Linked DNA regions of Sus scrofa: region 1 is linked to region 2. The links are chromatin contacts, called in public Hi-C maps. All regions are on one chromosome and are shown on one strand. The core of a region is the stretch at or near the end of the contact, and the rest is flanking DNA. Distances in the headings are between cores, read along the strand shown.

The links. Hi-C and Micro-C count contacts between places; a contact is called where the count stands out from the background.
Region 1: a Hi-C map of embryonic fibroblasts shows a contact between it and region 2, with 4 times the contacts expected there. The contact joins two enhancer-like sites. A contact is called at or near these places in 31 of 47 Hi-C or Micro-C datasets (adipose tissue, alveolar macrophages, blood and 16 more) and 1 of 2 datasets of contacts at active chromatin or transcription factors (skeletal muscle).

Annotation. Positions count from the first base shown.
Region 1 is chr17:52,925,690-52,930,872 of Sscrofa11.1, forward strand. No RefSeq gene overlaps it. Among named protein-coding and RNA genes, the nearest start is that of NFATC2, 38 kb to the left of the region's middle. Within about 2 kb of position 3,147, at least 11 of the 83 cell types and tissues checked have an H3K27ac peak or open chromatin away from gene starts, as enhancers often do. A contact at or near this core is called in embryonic fibroblasts, where this site is marked.
Region 2 is chr17:52,713,936-52,718,422 of Sscrofa11.1, forward strand. LOC102168017 (a long non-coding RNA gene) reads left to right here. Exons shown (of 5, transcript XR_002340049.1): 3 at 450-563; 4 at 2,664-3,053; 5 at 3,935-4,487. Among named protein-coding and RNA genes, the nearest start is that of NFATC2, 170 kb to the right of the region's middle. Within about 2 kb of position 2,991, at least 13 of the 83 cell types and tissues checked have an H3K27ac peak or open chromatin away from gene starts, as enhancers often do. A contact at or near this core is called in embryonic fibroblasts, where this site is marked.

The DNA of each region.
Region 1 (5,183 bases), core at 1,897-4,396, 210 kb after region 2:
ACCAGGCTGGGGAAGGCTTGAAGAGAAACTGCCTCTTTGTGCAACTCCACAGGGGTCTTAGCATCTTGAACTTGATCAGAAAGCCCAACACAATTTGTGATTCATTACTAGGGACCCTAGCCACGCCCTGAAGCAAATGTCAAATTTCACACTTTTAATGAACTCCATACTTGAAATATGTGGCCTGTAAAATCTGATTTACACTGCTGTTAAAATCCTTGGTGCCTAAAAAGGAATGTGAAAAGTATATATTTGTGCTTAGAGAAGGGCCTTTTTTCCCTGAGACATTAATTCACTCCAAGGCATATAAACGTTCCCTAAAGCATTATTTCAATCGCAATATTTCTTTCAGCACCTTAAATTTAGTTACCAACTTTTGAGAAGAATGGCTGTGTTAGGTCACACGTGAGTGGAAAAGTGCCACCATGTAGTTGTCAGCTCTCTGGAAGGTAAGCGAAGTTGACAGCTGAGCTGGGGACAGCCCCCAACCTGCATTCGAGCTTACTTGGCACTGTAATTAAAACCTGCCTTAAGTCAACACCAGTGCAGCCATCATACCTGGCAAGATAATTTTTTTTTCTTTTTCTTTTTTTTGCAATCAGCCCAAATCCTTATTTATTTGATGCTTCCACCTGGTGTTTCTTCTCTAGGTTCGTAGCAGCTTTGGCACAGTTTAGGTGGGATGGATACTTGGGGCGGCTGAACAACCTGGCAGGTGACAAACAGCCTCCCTCTGGGGTATTCCACAGTCCAGGGAGGACACAATCAAATTTTATGGCCACTTCCGGACTAAAAAGGACACCCAGACCTCGCCTTTTCAAGCTTCACTGGTTCAAAGAAATTTATCCAACAAAGAGAAAGCACCACAGACCACTCTGCAGTCAGCCAACTGCAACCCCTCTCTGTGCCGTCATAAGATCAGAGGTCAAATCTGATTGGTCTTCCTCCATATCCCTCTTGCCAGTGATTGGTCTAGGGGTGGGCGTGTATCCCAGAATTGGCCAATGAAATGTAAGCGGCACTTCCGGGTGTTTTCAAAGTTGATCGAAAGAGATGGCCTAGGAGAGCCGGTCCTCATTTTTCTAAAGTTCCAACAGAGATTCTGAAAGTCACCCTGGCGTGGAACTCAGTGCTTTCATTTCAGAGTAGGAACTGAGGCCTGGAGAGGGGAGGTCTTGAGCAGGGAGGTCAGTAGCAAAGCCAGCATTAGTATGTAATGCGCATGGTTAACACACTATCACAGACGCTTGGACTACCAAGCATCCATGTGCCTTTTGTTCTAGAGGAAACAAAAACAATCCCTTTGAAAAATTACCTCTTCCCCATGGCAGACAATCTGGAGAAACCGTCCATCAAAATACGCCACCTTATGATCCAAGCTGGACATATGAGAGTCTCCCACCAGAAGCCATATGGGGTATGGGTCCCGAGTGTAGGTGGATGAAACAGCTGGAGATGATAAAAAAAAACAAGCTGCAGTAACCCGACTGGAGGTGGATGAGCTTCTGCTACCTGCATTCCTAGCACATCCTGGTTCCTGTCCATTCCAAGCCCAAGTTCCAGTTTCTGAATTACTCCGCATCCTGGCAACACATTCCCCCTCCCCAATCCTTGGTTTAGCTTTGCCAATAGTGATTTCGGTTACAGGCAGACATGGAGCTGTGACTGATACAAAATGGCTTTATGTGTTCATGAACCAAGCCGGGCATTTCCCATACATCACATTTATTTCTCATGACAAGTATTATCCATTAGGGACTGGACACATGAACACTCACAGACACATGCTCATTCCAGAGAGGAAAAATCTCAGGCCCAGAGTATATGATTTCCCCAGCATTTCACAGTTAATAAGTTAATAAGCCAGGTCTGGAATATAAGCGTATCTTGCTGTCCTTATCTGTCAGACGAGTTTAATTCAACCTAAGCCACATGGCTACTGCGAGGACGCAACGAGACAATACAGGTGGCAGACATAGCATACACAGCATACACACTCCCATTTGGAAGCCGTGTGGTTCTCAGAAGCCTCCTTTTTGAAAGGCATTTACTTCTTCAGCTCAGTGGAATTAACAGAGCTTTTTCATGAGGTTGATCCAACTACTAAAAGCCACAGCCCTGGACCTGAAGAAAGAAATCAGTCATACTTGGGGAAAGCAGTGTGGTCTGGGGTGTGAGCCATGGGCATCTCTGGCTATGGGAGCCCCAGCAAGTCCACAAAGCTGGCCTGGAACGGTCAGAGGACAGTGAGCTCTGGATGGTGGCGAAAGACCCAGGAGGGCAAATGGATGTCTTCCTACTAGAAAACAATTCTGACTTCCTGCCACTCATCAGCACTGGATGCCATTTGCTCTTCTTTCTCTTTCTCAATATACCAAACCCTTCCTGCCTCAGGGCATTTGCAAGTGCGATTTCCTCTGCCTGGAACATTCTCTTCTCATACCTATGAATGCTGGCTTCCCTCATTGTTCAGATTTAAGCACAAAACCCACCCACTCGAGGACACTGTCCTGGTCACCAAGTCTAAAATAGCCATACACCGTCCTCCCCCTTCATCCCCGCCCCACTCTATTCAGTCTCCCTAATGGCATCCTGACTTAATTTCATCATAGTAATTATCGCGGTGAAAAGCAGTTGCCTCATGTGTTTAGTTCACTCACTCATTCCGCATTTACTGAACACCCACCACGTGCCATCTTTTTCTCGGGACCCAGAACAGCATTCGTTAGCCCGCCAAAGAGCATTCATTTCTGCGGACTCTAATACTGCTAAGTTCCTGAGGACAATACGGCAGGGTAAGGGGTTAGGGAGTGACCAGGATGTCACATTAGATGAGGCAGTCAGGGAAGCCTCTCTGAGAAGGGACATCTGAGCGAAGACTTAAATGGGGCTCGTTTGTTTCTCCTCTGTCTGTGCTTCAGAGAGCAGGGACCACGAACGTCACATCCCCAGTGTCGAGAAGCCATCTGGTGCCCAGGAGGTGCTTGTGGACACTGAAAGGCGTCTCCAGACAGCCCAGAGGCCCTCGTCCCCGGGTGATGGGTCCCTGCGATGACTCACCACTCGAGGCCTCTCCCCCCGTCCGAGGCTGACTCTGCTCATAATTACAAGGTGGGAACGGCCACAATGACAGCAGCTAGGGAATGTGGCAATTCCCTGGGAACTGCTACGTCAGGGATGGAGGTAAGGAGGGCCCTTGGGAATGATGGGAGTCAGATAAATGGAGCATTTATTAGTCACCCTCCTTGGCATTTCTCAACTTCTCGTGACATGACATAAAGGAATGCAGCTTGCTGGAGTGAAGTCAGCCTGTTGCTTTTACCAGGAGCACTGAAGGTGAGGGTCAAAGCAGATTACAGCTCCAAAGAGGCAACTGCCTCTAAGACGATGGACTTGGGTTCCAATCTTGGCCCCACCCCCTACGCGGGAGCCTTGTGACCTTGAGCCAGTCACTGAATCTCTTAAAACCTTGCAGGTAGAAAAAATAATGAGCGTCTCCCCCTCACTAAAAAGACCCTGTGTGTAAAGTGTGTTGCACACACAGCCAGAGCTGCTGTGGAACCAAGACTCCACACGCCAGACTAAAAGATGATTTGATGCAAATTAAAACCACAATGAGATACCACAATGCACCTACCAGAATGGCTAGAATTAGAAACATTGACAATAAAGAGAATGAAACGACAACCTACAAGTGGGGGGAATTTTTTTTTTTTTTTTGCAAATTACATATTCAACAATATACTTCTATCCATACAATATAAAGAACTCTCATCAGAGTTCCCACTGTGGCTCACTGGGTTAAGAACCTGACATAGTGTCCATAATGATGCAGGTTTGATCCCTGGCCTCACTCAGAGGGTTACGGATCTAGCATTGCCACAAGCTGTGGCATAGGACACAGATGCAGCTCGGTTCTGGTGTGGCTGTGGAGCAGGCCAGCAGCTGCAGCTCTGATTTGACCCCCAGTCTAGGATCTTCCATATGCCGCAGGTGCAGCCATAAAAAGAAAAGAAAGGCGTTCCTGTTGTGGCTCAGCAGGTTACAAACCCGACTAGTATCCATGAGGATGTGGGTTCGATCCCTGGCCTCACGCAGTGGGTTAAGGATTCAGCGTTGCTGTGAGCTGTGGGGTAGGTCGCAGATGCAGCTCTGATTCGACCCCTCGTCTGGGATCTTCTACATGCTGCATGTGCGGCCCTAAAAAGAAAAAAAGAAAAAATAAGAACTCTCAGAATTCAACGATAAGAAAACAATCTCATTTTTAAGGTGGGGGGAAGACATGAACAACTCAGCAGAGAAGCTATGTGAGCGGCGAGCAAGCACATGAGATGTGCGATGTCGTCAGCCATAGGGAACATGCTATTAAAATCAGGAAGGAAGACCACCGTCTATCAGTTAGAAGGACTAAAACAAAAGGACAGACGATGCCAAGTGCTGACGAAGATGTGGAGCAACCGGAACTCTTAAGCAGCTTGGCAGCATTTGTTTTTTAACAAAGTTACTGAGATATAGGTTACATACTATAAAATTCACCCACTTAGAGGGTATAATGAAATGTGTTTTAGTGTATTTGCAGTTCTGCAACCATCAGCAGAAGCTAATTTTCGAACATTTTCATCACCCCCAAAAGAAACCCCATACCTCTTTGAAGCCAGCCCCAGGCACCCACTAACCTACTTTCTGTCTCTACAGATGTGCGTCTTCCAGACATTTTATATAAATATAGGATCATACAATAGGTGGCCTATAGCGACTGGTTTAGTTCCCTCAATGTTTGCGAGGAGCGTTCATGCAATAGCATGTATCAGTACTTCCTTCTTTTTTATGGCTGGATAGTATTCCACAGTATGGGGAGGCCACATTTTGTTTACCCATTCATCAGTGGAGAAATGGATAACTTGACAATTGGATTGGTTTCACTTTTTGGCTGTTGTGAATAATGCTATGAATGGCTGTGTTGCTATGTGGCCTGTTCAACCTCAGCCTCTCTCCGTGATGCTTTTCTTCTCTGCAAAATGAGGATAATAACTTCATAGTCACAGAATCATGAAGAGCAAGTGGGAGAGAAAGCACTTTGCAACCCTGAAACACCATGCCGCAGCAAGGCCCACTTTTTCAAGTTGGATTCTTGAATCTTCCAGAATCCGATGACTTAATGCCACTGAACCATACACTTAAAC
Region 2 (4,487 bases), core at 1,741-4,240:
CTGCCTACCTACGGACTTCCTTCTACCAGAGAAACGTGAACCCCCTGTTTGCTTAATCCTCTTTGCTTTGGCAATTTGGGGTCTCCCTGGCCTGTGTATTTGTTGTCTTCCCTTGTACATTACAGGGAGGCTTGGATGGTAGGTTCTGCCCCTCTTTACACAGCCGGTGGCTTATCCCACCAGCCGAGGGAGCCGCCTATGGAGGAGAGAAAGAAGAGACAGTTGCAGTGGAAACCCATGCTTCTTCCCACCATTAACCAACTTGATCCTTTATTTATTTATTTATAAATGTGAAAACGATGTTCAAGGGATCTCAGGACATTTGGAGAAAACAAACGTCAGAAAAGGGAAGGATCAGAGTCGATAAACAGAATGCTTCACTCTGGAATAGGCAGAGAGAAGTCAGGGAGAAGAAGAAAAATGATTTTCATTCTACTTTTTATCTTTAGGAGCGTTCGGGAGACTGTTGCCTTGACAAGAGTAGGTTGTTGTGAAAATGGAGGAGTCAGAGAAGAAGGAGTCATTCTCGAAAGTGACAAATATGAGTACCTCTGAAAAGTTGGGTAAGTGGGCTGAGAAATAAGACACCGCCAATGATCAAGTTAGTAATCTGGAGTACAGAACTGAAGAAATCTCCCAGAATAGAGAAAGACAAAGCTGGGAAATGTAAGAGAAATGTCGAAACAAAGAGGATAACTCCAGGAGTTCCAACTGCTATAAAATGGGAATTTTGAAAGAAGAGAGAGACTGAAGGGGAGGAAGGCAATAATTAAAGAAATGAGAGGAGACACTCCCCTGCACCCCCAGAAAGACTCGCGTCTTCAATTACATGCTCCACCCGGTTCCATTTCCGACACATACTTATAGACATCAAGGGAAATTTTTGAAACACTTAAGAATAAAGAGCCTACCCTACAGGCTTTTGGAAGTAATAATTTTGAAAGTGGTAAACTACCAGAGACTGAGGATCAGATCAACACCAGTTTTGTCCTCCGCTCGGATGCCGGAAGTCGATAGGATGTGTCTTCTGTGTTCTCAGGGTGAAAGATTCTCAATCTAGGGCTCTTTATACAGCTAAGGAAAATTAATATATTCTTAGACAGTCAGGAATTTGGAAATTCACAATCCATGCGTTGTATGCAAAAAAATTACCCAAAGATTTAGGTCAACCTCCTGACAAAGAATCTCAGAAAGAGGATGACATATACAATATTTAAAAGTGGCAGGTGATAATTATACAGAAGAAGCAAAGACTTCGAGAAAGAAACTAAGAATATATGTTAGACCTGGCCCTCGGGGGATTCTCCTTTGAGCGGGAAAATTTCAGGGACTCGGGGTCACATGTCCTTCTTCATGGGTCTGCTCACCCTTAACAAATATGATTTACCTGGTGATGTCATAAGGGCTGTTTACTAGTTTTCAATTTTTTGAGTCAGCCTATTGACAGTTCAAAGAAGATTTCATTCTAAATTCTAGAACAGGATAATGAGAAATGATAGTAACACATGGAGACATTACATATCCAGGCACTGTTCTAAGCAGGTGGCATGAAGTAACACTTTTAATCTTCATGGCAACTTTATGAAGGAGCAGCTATGCGTATCTCCATTTTTTACCAATAAGGAAATGGGAACACAGAGAGGTTAAGCAACTTGCCCAAAGGGAACACAACAAAAAATGGCAGAGGTGGGATTTGAATTCAGGCATACTGACCTCAGGGTCCATGAAGTAAAAGTAATACAATGACACGCATAGGAGGACAAGTACAGGAGTCAGAGGAACTATGCCAATTTCCTCATCTTTCACTGGAAGGAATTGTTTGATATCATCTAAAGTTGATAAATCAAGAGGTGGAAGTGGACATACTGTTAAATCAGAAAAACTAGAGGAGTTCCCACTGTGGTAGAGTGGGTAAAGGATCTGACTGCAGTGGCTGAGGTCACAGTGGAGGCACAAGTTCAATCCCCCACCCCGTGCCGTGGTTAAGGATTGGGCACTGCTGCTGTGTGGCACGGGTTGCGGCTGAGGCTCGGATTCAGTTCCTGGCCCGGGAACATTCCAGAAGGGAACCCCCAGACTCCTGGGAAATGGCTGCGTGCCCCTCCCCCAGAGGGCAAGGGGGTTGGATGGTGGCACCCTGGGGGAGTCCAGAGAAGAGATTGCTGGCATTGCACCTAGAATCATACTTACAGGCATCTGGGACACTTGTAAAACCCTGCCTGGGTCTGGCAGCACCTCCCCAGGTCCCTGGAAGATATTGGGGAGGAGGGATCCCTGCAGTGTCAGGGTCTCTCCACCCTCAGCCCTTGTCCGCTCCTGGCTCTGCAGTCCCTTGGCCTCCAGGCCCCTTACCCCTCGGTGCCAGGCTCTCAGAGCCCCCTTTGGAGCCGCTGCCCAGGCCTCGGCCCCTCCGAGGGGTCCAGACTCTGCCCAGAGCCGCCCCTTCCCTGCGGCTCCGGCCGTGAGTCACGCGGCCGGCCGTGCCGCCTGCACTATCTGGGGAACCCGAGATCCCCTTTAATTCCCTCCAGCTGCGTCTCTGCAGGACTGAGGTAATCCGTTCTGGCGCAAGAGGAAAGCAGAGGGCTTGTTGTGTCTTTGTTTCATTCAAATGGTTTGGAGGATGACTCACTCGTTTTCTTCTTTCTTTCTTTTTAAACCAGGGCACCGTCTAGAAGTCGTTTTTGATTAGAAGTTGACCTCAGAAGTATGCGCGCATCATTTTGAAAACATCTGCCGGCACCACAGAAACCGACTCCGAATGAGAAAGGACAGCGTGGACCACGTCCAGGACCAGCGCCTTCCCACACGGCGCTCGGGGGTATCGCTGGCCTGGACCAAGGCTGGGATGTTGTCCCCGGCATGCGCCCGGATCCCCGTAGTGACCTGGGGCCAGCTGGGGGTGATGAGAGTGTCCCCATCGAGGTCGTCATCGCCCAGGACACTGGCTAATGTTATCGAGTCCTTATTATGGTCCATGCGGATCACAGGGAGTCATCCATCCTCGGCGCTTCCCGTCGGGCGGGAGTCTACAGGCTGAGTGGCATTGTCAGGTACCGCTCAGAAGCTGGGAGGTTGGGGTCTAAGATCAATGCCCTTGACCCACCTGGGCGGGACAATCTAGTGGGTGGAGTCAGAGGTCTCCTTAGGAACTGGAAGCCGCCAGGCAAAGCCTGCTCAGCCCCGAGGCTGTGAACCTGGTACCCGGTGAGGTGGGAGAGGGCAGCCAGAGGTAGTGGGCGGGGCCTGAGTGGGGTCTGAGGTCGGTGACAGGAAAGGGGGGGTGAGAGGTGGGTGGCACAGGGGTGGAGGGCAGCAGAGCACGAGGCTGACCGAGGACACGGTCCCTGTTACCTGCTGCACCTCTACTCTGTGCCAGGTGGCGGGTAGAGACAGGTGGGGCAGGCCGTGGTCATTCCCGAAGTTCGGTGGCTGGAAGGACTCGGGCCAGAAGAACCCAAGGGGGAGAGAGAAGCACCTCCAAGCAGGGGGTTCTGGAAAGCTCCCAGCGGGAGGGGCTTTGGCGAAGGGCAGGCTGGAAGGGGAGGGCCTGCGCAGGAGGGGAGCGAGCACCTGTGCGCTTAGGTGAGTTGCACACCTGCGGGTAAGAGGGTTGCTCCCTTTGGCAGTTCTAGGCCATCCACAAGGTGGGTTAGCCTAGACGGGGACGATGGGTCATAGCAGAGCAGTGACCGATACTGCGAGGGGGCGGGTGTCTCGCATCTCTGCCAGGAAAGGCGTGGAGGGCTGAGCACCCCCCACCCCAGAGGGCCCTCGGCTGGCACCCCTCGTGGCCAGGCCTGTGCGCCCCTCTGTGGGGTGTTCGCATGTTGATAAACCACCTGTGCCTGCTCAGGGCGTTCTTCCCCGGCGTTGCCATAACAAGTTGCCACAAGCCAGGGGCCTGAAACAACCAAAATCTGTTCTCTTACAGACGCGGAGGCTGAAGTCCTGAGTCGAGGCGTCAGCGGGGCCAGGCTCCCTCCAAAGGCTCTATCGACGGAGGAATCTTTCATCACCTTTTTTTTTCTAGCTTCTGGTGGCTTCAGATGTCCCTTGGCTTGTCACAGCAGAACCCCAGTCTCTGCCTCCATCTTCGTGTGGCCTTCTTTGTGTCTGTGCCTTTCCCTCCTCTCATAAGGACCCTTGTCACTGGATCTCCCCCCACCCCCAGTAATCCAGGATGAGCTCATCTTGAGATTATTAACTTCATTACATCCCCATGGACGCTTTTTCCAGATAAGGTGCCATCTCACAGGTTCCGGGAGGACATCGGGATCGGGGGCAGGTGCCATTCAACCTGCTCCACAGAAAGGCCCATTTCCCTCCAGGGGGTGGGCGCTTGCTGAGAATAGGAGCTGTACGTCTTCATTCATTCATTCATTCATTCATTCCACACATGTTGAGGGACCTCCCCTTCCACGTGCCGGGCACGCTGCTGGGGATACGGAAGCCAGGCAGACAGATCCCGTTCCTGCCCACACGGA